Regions from separate parts of the Mus musculus genome. Here all the other regions are linked to region 2. Evidence: chromatin contacts called from public HiChIP or PLAC-seq and promoter capture Hi-C data. All regions are on one chromosome and are shown on one strand. The core of a region is the stretch at or near the end of the contact, and the rest is flanking DNA. Distances in the headings are between cores, read along the strand shown.

Region 1 (2,700 bases), core at 104-2,603, 1.2 Mb before region 2:
AAGTATGCGGCCACTACAGCTGGCTCAGTTAAAGTCTGAAAATCATTTGCAAAGATGGTACAGCTGCTGAAGGGTCCAATTAATTCAGGAATCCATTCTACTTGATGAAGAAATCAGGAGAGGTGGCTACTACGGGGAAATGGATCCACAGCCAGCACACTGGATTCAGCTGCCAGATCTCCCTTTTCATCTTGCTCTGTCTGCAAGCTTCTGCAAAACCAACCTCAGCTCAGCATGGTGCTTCACTGGCAATCCCAGCATTTGGGAGCTGTTGTGTTCCTCATAGCAAGTCCCTGGCCCCAAGGGAAAAAAAAACCTCCAAGAATTGCTCCCCTCCTCTGTGTCTCAGGAAGTTCATGGTGCAATGAGCCTACAATTCTGGCGAGCCACAATGATATTTCTGGCTAATTCCTATTCTTGTTTGTTTGTTTGTTTGTTTCGAGACAGGGTTTCCCTGTGTAGCCCTGGCTGTCCTGGTACTCACTCTGTAGAGCAGGCTGGCTTCGAACTCAGAAATCTGCCTGCCTCTGCCTCCTGAGTGCTGGGATTAAAGGCGTGTTCCACGATGCCCGGTGATAATTCCTATTCTTTTTTTTTTTAAGATTTATTTATTTATTATATGTAAGTACACTGTAGCTGTCTTCAGACACACCAGAAGAGGGAATCAGATCTTGTTACAGATGGTTGTGAGCCACCATGTGGTTGCTGGGATTTGAACTAAGGACCTTTGGAAGAGCAGTCGGGTGCTCTTACCTGCTGAGCCATCTCACCAGCCCCGATAATTCCTATTCTTATTGAAACTGTTGTGACAACTGGCGGGAATGCAAAGTAGGGCCTGGTCATCCTCAGCTGTCCATCTTCTCTGGAGATGTGACCTCTCTCAGATGGCTGTCAGATTTACTTCTGTAACTCAGACCCTGGCACTCTGTACAAGACACACAGCAGCACCAACGATTAAGAGCCTTACAACCGTGAAGTTACTTACAATGCGACTGTGATTCTTCACTTGCAGCAGAGATGGCGATTGTGAGTAGTTCATGGGCTATGGAAGAATGCAAAGCAGGAGCCTAGCATACAAGACTCTAGAACAGTAGTCCACTATTGTAGGTTTTACTTATTTATGTCTGCGCGTAAAATATAGATAAAACTGTAAATGACACATCACCAAAATGGGCCTAAGTTCTTTCCAGAAAACTCTGCTGGTCCCCTCCCCGGTGGCTGGAGGTTCATCTCAGTCAAGCCCCATGGAACCACAGCCTTGAGACTAGCCAGGTAAGGGCGGGGCTCTAGTCTAAGGGGCGGAGTCCGACGGTCGAGTCACGCCGCGCGCAAAGGGCGGGGCTTTAGCGCGCCGATCACGTGAGCCTCTGTTGACACTTCCGGGTGGGACGAGAGCGAGGCTCCGGACCGATTCGGCTGCTGGGGCGCAGGCATGGCATACCACGGCCTTACTGTGCCTTTGATCGTGATGAGCGTGTTCTGGGGCTTCGTGGGCCTCCTCGTGCCCTGGTTTATCCCCAAGGGTCCTAACCGGGGGTAAGTGCGCCAGGTCCAAGGTGGTGGGAGCGGAGGACCCCGGTGGGAGGATCACGGAGAGAAGGATCGTACGTGGAGGACTACGGCGGGAGGATGAGGCGGGGTGGACCACAGAGGGGAGGACCGCATGCGCTCCTCAGAGCCTGTCAACGTCCCCGGCTGGAGGGTGAGGTCACCTTTGGCGGCCCCTCCCGGAAGTGAATTTTAGGGAGTGCTTTTTGTCTTGATGGACTAAAAGTGTGCACTTCGACTGAAGAGAAATTAGGGCGCCTCCCAAGCCACTGTCGCTGCTTTGGTTCTGTCTTTGATGCACGGGAGGCTTTTTGCCTAAACCTCAAAGAAAGGGATCTGAGAACAGAAATCTCCCTCTCGCCCCCTTGCTGTCGCAGTTTCGGACTCAGACAAGCTTGATGCAGAGCGTTAAGTTCAGCCTTTGCAGCTAGTGGGCCCAACCCAAGCCAGGGTGAGCCTGATCTAAACGAGGTTAAATCACCCAGAGCTGAAGGCATTGTGTAGAAACCTCTGCGTCATACCTTCCAGGGCGCTCCTGCCCTTACTTGTAAACAGTATTTACAGTGGTTGGCCAAGATTTTCATTCCCCCATCTAAGGTTTGCAGAATACCGTTTTCTCTGTTTGGAGATAAACTTCTGTATTGCAGTGTAAAAACAAACCTTTTCAGAGGAGCCTAGGGCACCCTCTTTCTAGTTCCTCTTTTGAATTAAGTAATTTTTTCCCTCTCACTCAAGATCATGTGGAGGTGACACTTGATCTTAAGTAGTAGTGTGTCAGAAACGTCTCTTGCTTTAATGGTTAGACACTGAATGGTGGGTACATAGTGTTTAGCTCCACAACACTTTGTAGAGTAGACAATGTTTACTGAGTGGGCCATTTTGATTAGAGAAAGTTTTACTGTGGGTTTCTTTGTTTTGGGGGGGCTTTGGGGGGTTTGTTTGTTTGTTTGGGGGGGGGGTCAAGATAAGGTTTCTCTGTGTAGCCCTGGCCATCCTGGAACTCACTGTGTAGACCAGGCTAGCTCAAACTCAGAAATCCACCTGCCTCTGCCTCCCAAGTGCTGGGATTAAAGGTGTGCGCCACCACGCCCAGCTGAAGTTTTACTGTTTTGTGATATTGGCTTCTATTACTGTCTGGAATACACTGACTTT
Region 2 (2,700 bases), core at 112-2,611:
ACTCCTCCCTCCTCTCTCATTCTTTGGAGTTCAAGTTAAAAGGCAATCCACTTTGTTTGAGAGAACAGACTCTAAGTTTGACCTGTTAGTTGGCAATGTACTGCTAACAACGTCTATAGAATCACTACCATTTATGGTGGCCTAAGTGCATAGACCTTTCGCTAAATGCCCTATGAGCTTTACATTTAAATTTTTTTTATATTTTGTTTTATTTTAGACAAGGTTTCCCTGTGTAGCCCTGGCTGTCCTGGAACTCACTCTGTAGACCAGGCTGGCCTTGAACTCAGAAATCTGCCTGCCTCTGCCTCCCAAGTGCTGGGATTAAAGGCGTGCGCCACCACTGCCCGGCTTAAATTCATTTTTGTATTATTGTATGTATATGGGTGTTTAGTTTGTAAGTGCACCATGTATGTGCCTAGTGCTGGGAGTGGATTAAAAAAGATCCATCAGACACCCTGAGACTTGAGCTGCAGACAGGTGGGAGTCACCACGGGGGAGTGTTGGTGATCGAACTTAGATTGTTCCAAGAGCAACAAATGCTTAATCGCTACACCAATTCTCCAGCTACTTTCCAGCATTTTTACATTTGATTCTTCCTTAAACTGCACAAGTTATTACCTTTACTTTTCAGATAAGGAAACTGAAGCTCAGAGAGAGTAAATTGCACAGCTAGGAAGGAAGCAGGGAGACAGGGTTTAAAACTTGAGACCCGCCCCACTCACCCAGGAGTGTGTCCCTACAATTCACGTCTGTCTTAATTGCTCAAATACAATGATCAATTTCTCAGTGATCGTCTTCTACATTTTCTTTGTCTTCCTTGATGTTCAGCTGCGCTCTTCCCCGCTTCATTTCCCCAGCATAGGACTTTGATCCCTCAGCCACTGATCGATTTCAGCTTACTGCTAATCAGGTCTTGGAGAATGAGAACTTTTACCTGATTTGGTTCTGCCTTTTTCACTTCTCATTTACAGAAGAGCTGGGTACATACTAGAGCAGTGGTCGTGACACCTTTTGCGGGTCGAACAACCCGTTCACAGGTTTCTCCTAAGACCATCAGAAAACACCGATAATTTGCATTACTAGTCATACGAGTGGCAAAATTACAGTTATGAAATAGCGACAAGAATAATTTCTGGTTGGGGGGGTCACCACAATTTGAGAAGCTGGATTAATGATTCGCAGCGTAGGAACTGCTGACTCAGGGTTTTGGAACCTTTTGTTGATAGTACTAAATTACGCACTTCCTAGACGGAGTAACTAATCCTGAATAAGTGAGCGCGGATTGAACCTCAGAGGCACCCACAGCATCCGTAGGGCAGAGGCCGGAAGCGGAAGTCCTACCCCTCCTGTCTGCATCCTTTGCTCGCGTCGGCGCAGCCTGTGTGCGTCAGTTCCTGGCGGCGGGGATCGGGGTAGCCAACGGCTTGTGGAGCATCATGCCCAAGTGAGTGTGGCCCTGGGAGCAAGCGGACTTGCGGTGGTCAGTTGGGTCCTGGTGAAGGTGCAGGGCGGCGGCCTCGGGTTCTGGACGTTCCGAGGGGAAGGCGAGCCCCTCCGAGGGATGGCGGGTGGAGACCCAGGCTCTCCGGCCATCCTGGCAGAGTGGGCGCGGACCCTCGCTCAGAAGCCTCGCATTCTGTCAGGACGCTTTGTTTGACTTACAATCCGAGGAAGTTGGGTTTTGGGTCTGTTTGTTTGGACAGCTGTTAATTGCTGACGTTTTCTTTTGTCATTTCAGGTTTTATTGTGACTACTGTGATACGTATCTTACCCACGATTCTGTAAGTGGCGGGTCTTTTTTATAATCCTAAAACGCCTTGTATGCAAAATTCTTTTTCTTTAGGTCCAGGTGTGTGCATTACAGTCTCCTGGAAATTTTATGACAACCTTTCTTAGAAAGTAATTAGGAAGCGGGTGTTTTTTCCCACCCTTTTTGTGAGGTCTTTGCAATTTGAAGGTATTTGCAGAATGATAAAACTTTAAGCAAGCTTGAAGATGGAAAGCATTTGCGTATACAGAAACTGCATGTACCTGTAATGTCAATACTTGAGAGGCTGAGCCAGGAAGATGGCAAATTCCAGGTCAGTTAAGGATACATATTGAGACCTTGTCAAAATAACTCGCCCCACCCTCCAAAAAAAGCCCAACAAAACAAAAAACAAACAAACCAGGAGTGTGTTCCTACAAACTTGCAGATTTGATTATGTCACATTATTCAAATGCCTGGTTAAAATGGAAAGAAATGTCTTAGTGTACAGCTCCATTCTCAGCTCCTGTGAGAACCTCATTAACTATTGATCATCAGGAGGAATAACTGAGATATGTGATTAGTGTTGCCCCGTGTGTAGCAGCCACAAGGCCCAGCAACAAAGTTAGGGCCTGGCGCCTGTCTTCCTAGTACACTGAGATGGAGCATTGCTGTGAGTTTAAGGCTATGGTGGGAGACCCTACCTCAAAAAAAAGCAAATCAAAACAACCTTTAGCAACAACAAAATTTGGTTTTTATGGTTTTAATAGTTTTAAATAATCTATTTATCTGCCCCCCCCCCCCCCAATCTCCTGAGGAAACAAGACAGATCTTCTGGAATAATTTGTAAACCAGGCTGACTTCGAACTCACAGAGAGCTGCTTGCTTTCTGCCTTCTGAGTGCACGGAGTAAAGTTATGTGCCACCACTTCCTTGGCTTATTTATTTTTGGA
Region 3 (2,700 bases), core at 119-2,618, 1.1 Mb after region 2:
CACATGATCTCATTACTGTGTTGGCTTTTTTGTGACATTACTGTGTTGGTGGTCGTATTTGGTTTGTTTTGAGACATGGTTTCCTCTGTGTAGCCCTGGCTGTTCTGGAATTCACTTTGTAGACCCAGTTTCCTGACTGGATTCCCTGACTTCCCTTAGTGACAGGTGGTATGGGGGAAACTGGGCAAGGTAGACCCGTCCCCCTCCTCCCCTCCCCCCCCCAGAAGCAACATAAGCCAAATAAGGGGGACCTCGATTTCCTGATCCTCCTGCCTCTACCTCCCAAGTGCTAGGATTAATGCTGTGCACACAGGTATTCCCTATATTTTTTTGCGTGGTTTTATTAGTTTATTTAGTGCTCAGCAGCAGTTTTAAAGTAGAATAATGTCAGCACTTGGGAGACAGGGACAGGAGGATGAGGAGTCCAAAGCCATCCTTGGCTACACAGCAAATTCAACATGGGCTGCGGCGTCACATCTCAATAAAATGAACTCGGACCTGGAGACGTAGCTCAACTGGTAGAATAATGGCCTAGGGTGCATGAAGCCCTGGGTTACACCAGAGCCCTTCATAATTCGGCTACGGTAGGGCTTGTCTGTAACCCTATCCATCACTCACATGGTGAAGGTCGGATCAGAGGTGCAAGGCCATACTGGGATAAAGGAGACTGTCTCAAAAAACAAAGAACACCCCATGTATTAAGAGTGGAGAGCCAGGGAGGAGGGAGAAGGGAAATAAAGGTTAAAACAAGCAAACCCCCAATAGAACGAAACACCCAAAACTAGAAGTCTGTGCAATCATTGTGATGGTGTAATCAACTGGTCTGATAACTTTCTTAAGTACAAAAGCCACAAGTCCCCGTGACCCTGAGAGATGGAGCCAGGTTCCTCCTCTCAGGTTCCCTTGTGCGGTTCACAGGAAGCAAGGCAACCAGCTTTCTAATAGTTTGCTTCCAGGTAACATGAAACCTGTAGAATCTTGTTTGCTATCGCAGATTGTTCCGTGAAACTCAAGAGTTGGGGGGAAGTTTTTGTTTTCTCTTTTATCTTGTTTTGTTGTTGTTGATGTTTTTCTGTCTTTGGGCTGCAGTTCATATCCATCCGCCACACAAAGGCGATAGGCTCATCTTTCCGTGAGCATCACGCGTTCCGGGGCGACCCAGCCTCTTTCACCTTCGAGCCTGCAGCTCGCTTTCCTGTCTGAGCCCCTTGGGTGATGGAGCGCAAGCGGCGGCGGCGCGCGTTACTGGGCCGCCCTGGCGAAGAGCCCCAGTTCCCGGCCGGCCGGGCAGGCAGGCGAGGCCCCGGCCTATGGCGGAGTCCGCGGCGGGGGCGGGGCGAGCCGCGCGGCCTTCCCGGCATGCCCCGCGGTGGGCGGGGCTCTTGTTTTGAAGGGCCGGGTGACTCAACCGGGGATCCGCGGCCAGGGCGGGGGCGCGCGGTGGCCGGAGCTTGGAGGTGGCTTCGGGGCTCGGTGTCGGAGAGCGCGGCAGCAAGCGGCCGGTGAGTGCCGAGTGACAGGGTGGGCGGGCGAGCGGGCAGGTGATGGCGCGGGCTGATGATGGCGGCGGGCGCGACGCTGCGGCCTGAGAGGCCCCGTGCGGGCTCCTCCCCGGCCTGGGGAGAAAGGAGAAGCCGGGCGAGGCTGCCGACCAACCACGCAGGGCCACCGGTAGCCCAGGCTGGGGAAGGTTGGTCGCGCTTTCCCAGAACCTCTGGAATCTTCTGTCGGTCCTGTCGCCCCTCTGTTGTCATCCCATGCTTAGTGCAGAACTGGGAGATTTTTTTCTTGCATATAAGAACTTTTTATAGCAGACAGTGTCGTCAGGCTTGCGCCATGAGGACACCTCCTCCCCTTTGTGGGAATTTGTCATTCTTTCTGAACATTCCTGGATTGGGCTGATTTACTATTTAGAAGTAAATCTAATCTTTTAAGTGAGAATTCAGCAAACGAACTAACAGACAGGCCAGGAACTCTGACCAACCAAGCTCTTTCACGGTGTCTGTTTGCTGATAGACAATTGTTTACCTAGAAATTTGAGATTTCTTTTTAAATGATCTCCCAAACAGAATGTTGGAATAATATTAGTTGTGACGAACCTTGAATTAGAACGTCAACCCCACTCCAGAGGAACAAAAACAAAATCTTAAAGTAGCAGTTCTCAAACGCGTTTTGCAGGTCGCTAGCACGGCTCCCAGAAATTAATTCTAGAAATCTAGGGTGGACCCCTGAGTCTACTAGTGCTGGCAGGCAACCACCCCGCTTGGGCCGCCTTGGTAAGCCAGGAACCGGACCTTAGGAAACCAAGATTAGCTTGGCCTGAGGACTGTAAATACTGTCTCATGTCCTTTTCTTTCTGTTGACTTACTCCTCTCCTGTCCGTAATCAGTCGGGAGTCAAGAAGCCCTGATTCGGAAGGCTGTGTGAGAAAGGATAGTGCTTTCTGGAGCCCTTACATGAGAGCAGGAAATGGCTTTTTATCCATATCCTGTTATTGCCTGGGTGGGAGAAAGATGGCGTGGATCAGGCTAACCCACCTTGTTTCTCTCAGGAGCCTGTTGGTAGGATCGTGGGAGCTTGAGCATGTCATTAGGTCTTGGCTCCCACCTCAGCTCTCTGCTTTCCTTCTCATGGTATCAGCCAGGGAGTGCCCGGAGCCTGGGGGGTCTCTGATTCCCTGGGATGTGCCAGCATCAGTAG
Region 4 (2,700 bases), core at 46-2,545, 1.1 Mb before region 2:
CATTATATTACGATTTATAACAGTAGCCGAATTATTGTTTTGAAGTAGCAATGAAAATAATTTTATGGTTGGGGTCACCACAACATAAGGAACTTTAGGAAGGTTGAGAACCACTGATCTACCACTTGCCTGAGTCTTTGTGCATGGGGGAGGGGGAGTCTTAATTTGGCGGGGAGCGGAAGGTTACTTTGAGACTTGGTCTTATCCGGGCATGCAATTCAGTGTAGCTAAGAACACACTTCAATCTTCCTGCTTCCTTATCTCCAGTGCTGAGATCACAGGGGTCAATCACAATACCCCCTTCCTACATCCTCGCCTGCTTTGAAACCCCGAGTACTCCCAAGGGAAAACTGTTATTTGAAGGGAATCTGATGAGGTTTCTCTGTCCTTTAGTCTTCTTTTCCTATGCTTAAGAAAGTATGTTTTTCTGTGTCCATATGTGTGTGCGGGTGCAGACCAGTAACCCTGCACCCAGAAGACTAAGACAGGAGGGTCCAGAGTCTAAAGAGATTTCTGGAAACACAGGCTGCTATAATTAGGTAGGTTGTTTCCTTGAACAATAATTCTCCTGAGGTTTGTTTTTGTATTTTTTTTAAATAGTTCTCTTATCGTATGTGTCTGTTCGGAGAACTATTTGGGATAATGAACCTACCACAAACTACACATCCGATAAAATATCAACAGGATTAAGAGGCGTAAATCATCACATTATCACAGGTTAGACAGTCTTGTCCATAAAGCATCTAGTAGCAGTTTCTACAGCTGAATACAGGTCCTATCCCAAAGATGTATGCAGCCGACTCAGGGTCTGGGGATCCAGACTCAATAAATATGAGTTGATGAATGAACAAACAACTGAAGGCCAATTCAATCGGGGAACAGGAACGTCATTTACTAAACAGAATGTCGATGCAGCCCCCTACTAATTAATATTCCTGTAATCCCCCGTGGTTCAGTTAAACTGTAAAGTGGGCATTTGGACTCCTTGGCCTTCATCTTAGTTCTGAGGCTACAGACTGAATATGGAAGCCTCTGAAAAGAACATCACGCACGAACGCGAGCTTACTGCTCGCTATCCCCAGCGGCCCACGCCCACGCTCAGCAGCAGCCTACTAGCCCCCGCTCCGCCCTCTCTTCCTGGTTTTCCCCAGCAACCCGCCCCTCTGGTGTCACGTGACGGGCGCTAGCCCGGCCGAGCCTCTGATTGGCCAGACTTCAGGGCGCCTCGCGATTGGCCTGGGGCGGCGGGCCCCCGCCTCCCTCCTCCTCCTCGCCGCGGCCCACGTGAGGGGGGCGAGTCACGCGATTTCCGGGAACCCGTCAGGAAGGACATAAACAAAACAAACCGAGGCAGCATGGAGACGGCCCGCGGCCGCGTAAGCGCGGCCGGATCCAGTGCCTGAACCGCCTTCAGCCTCAGGTGAATGCCGAGCGGTCGCACGGGCGGGCGGGATGCAGCGGCAGAGAACCGCGGGTGAGAGGCGCGGGTGCCCGGCTCCGGGAGAGCGGGGCGGGGGCCGCCGGGCCGAGGGCGCGCGGAACGGGGTCGCCGATGCGAGCCGAATCGGGCTGCCCCCGCGGCCGACGGTTATATAAAGGGCGGGCGCGCGCCGGCGGGCGACCCCGTTAGGGCCGTGCCCTTTGCGCTCCCGGGAACCAGGGATCGCGACTGCCGGCAGCCGGCCTGTCAGAGCGGCGAGCGGGTGGGAGGGGCCGGGAGGGAGGAGAGGAGAGGAGAGGGGCGTGTGAGGGAGACCGGCACAGCTAGTGTTCAGAAGGCTCCGGACGGAGGAGCGGACCGGGAGAACTCTGGGCAGGGGCGTCGTGGGGCTGCTGTTCCCCCCGGCCCCTCCCCGGAGGCTGCGGGACTGGGGCCTCCCTCTCGGGATTTGTTTATATGTCCTCTCTAAGCAGCTTGAAAAGCCCGGAGGCGGAGCCCTCGCTGTCGAGTGGCGGCCGGTGCTGTCCAATGGAGGAGGCAGACGGGGTCCGTGGCGCCAATGGGCGCAGGGAGGCGGTGCCGCGCCCCCCCTCCCCCCCAGTAAGTTAGGCTGTGCTGGGGGTTGGTCCGACAGGGCGGCCATATTAGATGGGAGGGGACGGGCCTGGGGACGGGGGTTGTCACTGAGCGGGGCGGAGACGGGGCAAAGGGCGAGGAGCCGAGCCGAGCGGGGCGCGGGCCGGGCGGGCTGGGTGTGGGCTAGAGTCCCGGAGGGACCCGGAAGATGCCCGGAGGAGCCTGACCCGGCTCAGCCGCTCCCGAGTGGAGGCGGCCAGGGAAGTAGCGAGGGCAGTCTAGCCTCCCAGGGGGCGGTTCCTGGGTCTAGATGAAGCTTGGTCTCTGGCGTCTCCTTCTTGGTCGGCTCTCCGCTGCTTGGTAGATCCTGCCACCAAACCCTTTAATCGCCCACCTTTAACCCAAGAAAACAAACCGTTTTGCTACTTCTGAGCAGGCCTGAATCTTAAGACTACCTTAAGGAGGTATTTCTGTAGTTAGGGGTGTGTTTCTGTACCAGGTCTCCCGTGTAGAGGCAGGCATTCAGAGGAACTTCTGCTTTTCTGGGTATTGCAAAGAGAAAATTGGGACTGGAAAAGCAGACAAAATTGAGTGAGCGGCGTTTCTATCCACCCCCCCCCCAAAAAAAACAAAAACAAAAACAAAAAAAAAAACGTGGATATCTTCCAAAGATCAGGCCCTTG

The links. Promoter capture Hi-C pulls out the DNA fragments that hold promoters and counts their contacts. HiChIP or PLAC-seq counts read pairs in DNA pulled down with a chosen protein or histone mark.
Region 1: a promoter capture Hi-C map of liver shows a contact between it and region 2, with 2.5 times the contacts expected there. The contact joins the promoter of Atp6v0e here to the promoter of Snrpc in region 2. A contact is called at or near these places in 2 of 39 promoter capture datasets (liver and pre-B cells).
Region 3: an HNF4G HiChIP or PLAC-seq map of pancreatic cancer cells shows a contact between it and region 2. The contact joins the promoter of Kctd20 here to the promoter of Snrpc in region 2. A contact is called at or near these places in 1 of 39 promoter capture datasets (liver) and 1 of 115 datasets of contacts at active chromatin or transcription factors (pancreatic cancer cells).
Region 4: a promoter capture Hi-C map of liver shows a contact between it and region 2, with 3 times the contacts expected there. The contact joins the promoter of Crebrf here to the promoter of Snrpc in region 2. A contact is called at or near these places in 1 of 39 promoter capture datasets (liver), 1 of 115 datasets of contacts at active chromatin or transcription factors (pro-B cells) and 2 of 9 other capture datasets (adipose tissue and liver).

Annotation. Positions count from the first base shown.
Region 1 is chr17:26,675,043-26,677,742 of GRCm38.p6, forward strand. Atp6v0e (ATPase, H+ transporting, lysosomal V0 subunit E) reads left to right here and starts at 1,354. Exons shown (of 4, transcript NM_025272.2): 1 at 1,354-1,536. The coding sequence starts at 1,433.
Region 2 is chr17:27,838,726-27,841,425 of GRCm38.p6, forward strand. It overlaps Snrpc (U1 small nuclear ribonucleoprotein C), which reads left to right and starts at 1,362. Exons shown (of 6, transcript NM_011432.2): 1 at 1,362-1,444; 2 at 1,739-1,781. The coding sequence starts at 1,437.
Region 3 is chr17:28,951,068-28,953,767 of GRCm38.p6, forward strand. Kctd20 (potassium channel tetramerisation domain containing 20) reads left to right here and starts at 1,369. Exons shown (of 8, transcript NM_001356300.1): 1 at 1,369-1,502.
Region 4 is chr17:26,714,355-26,717,054 of GRCm38.p6, forward strand. Crebrf (CREB3 regulatory factor) reads left to right here and starts at 1,296. Exons shown (of 9, transcript NM_029870.2): 1 at 1,296-1,420.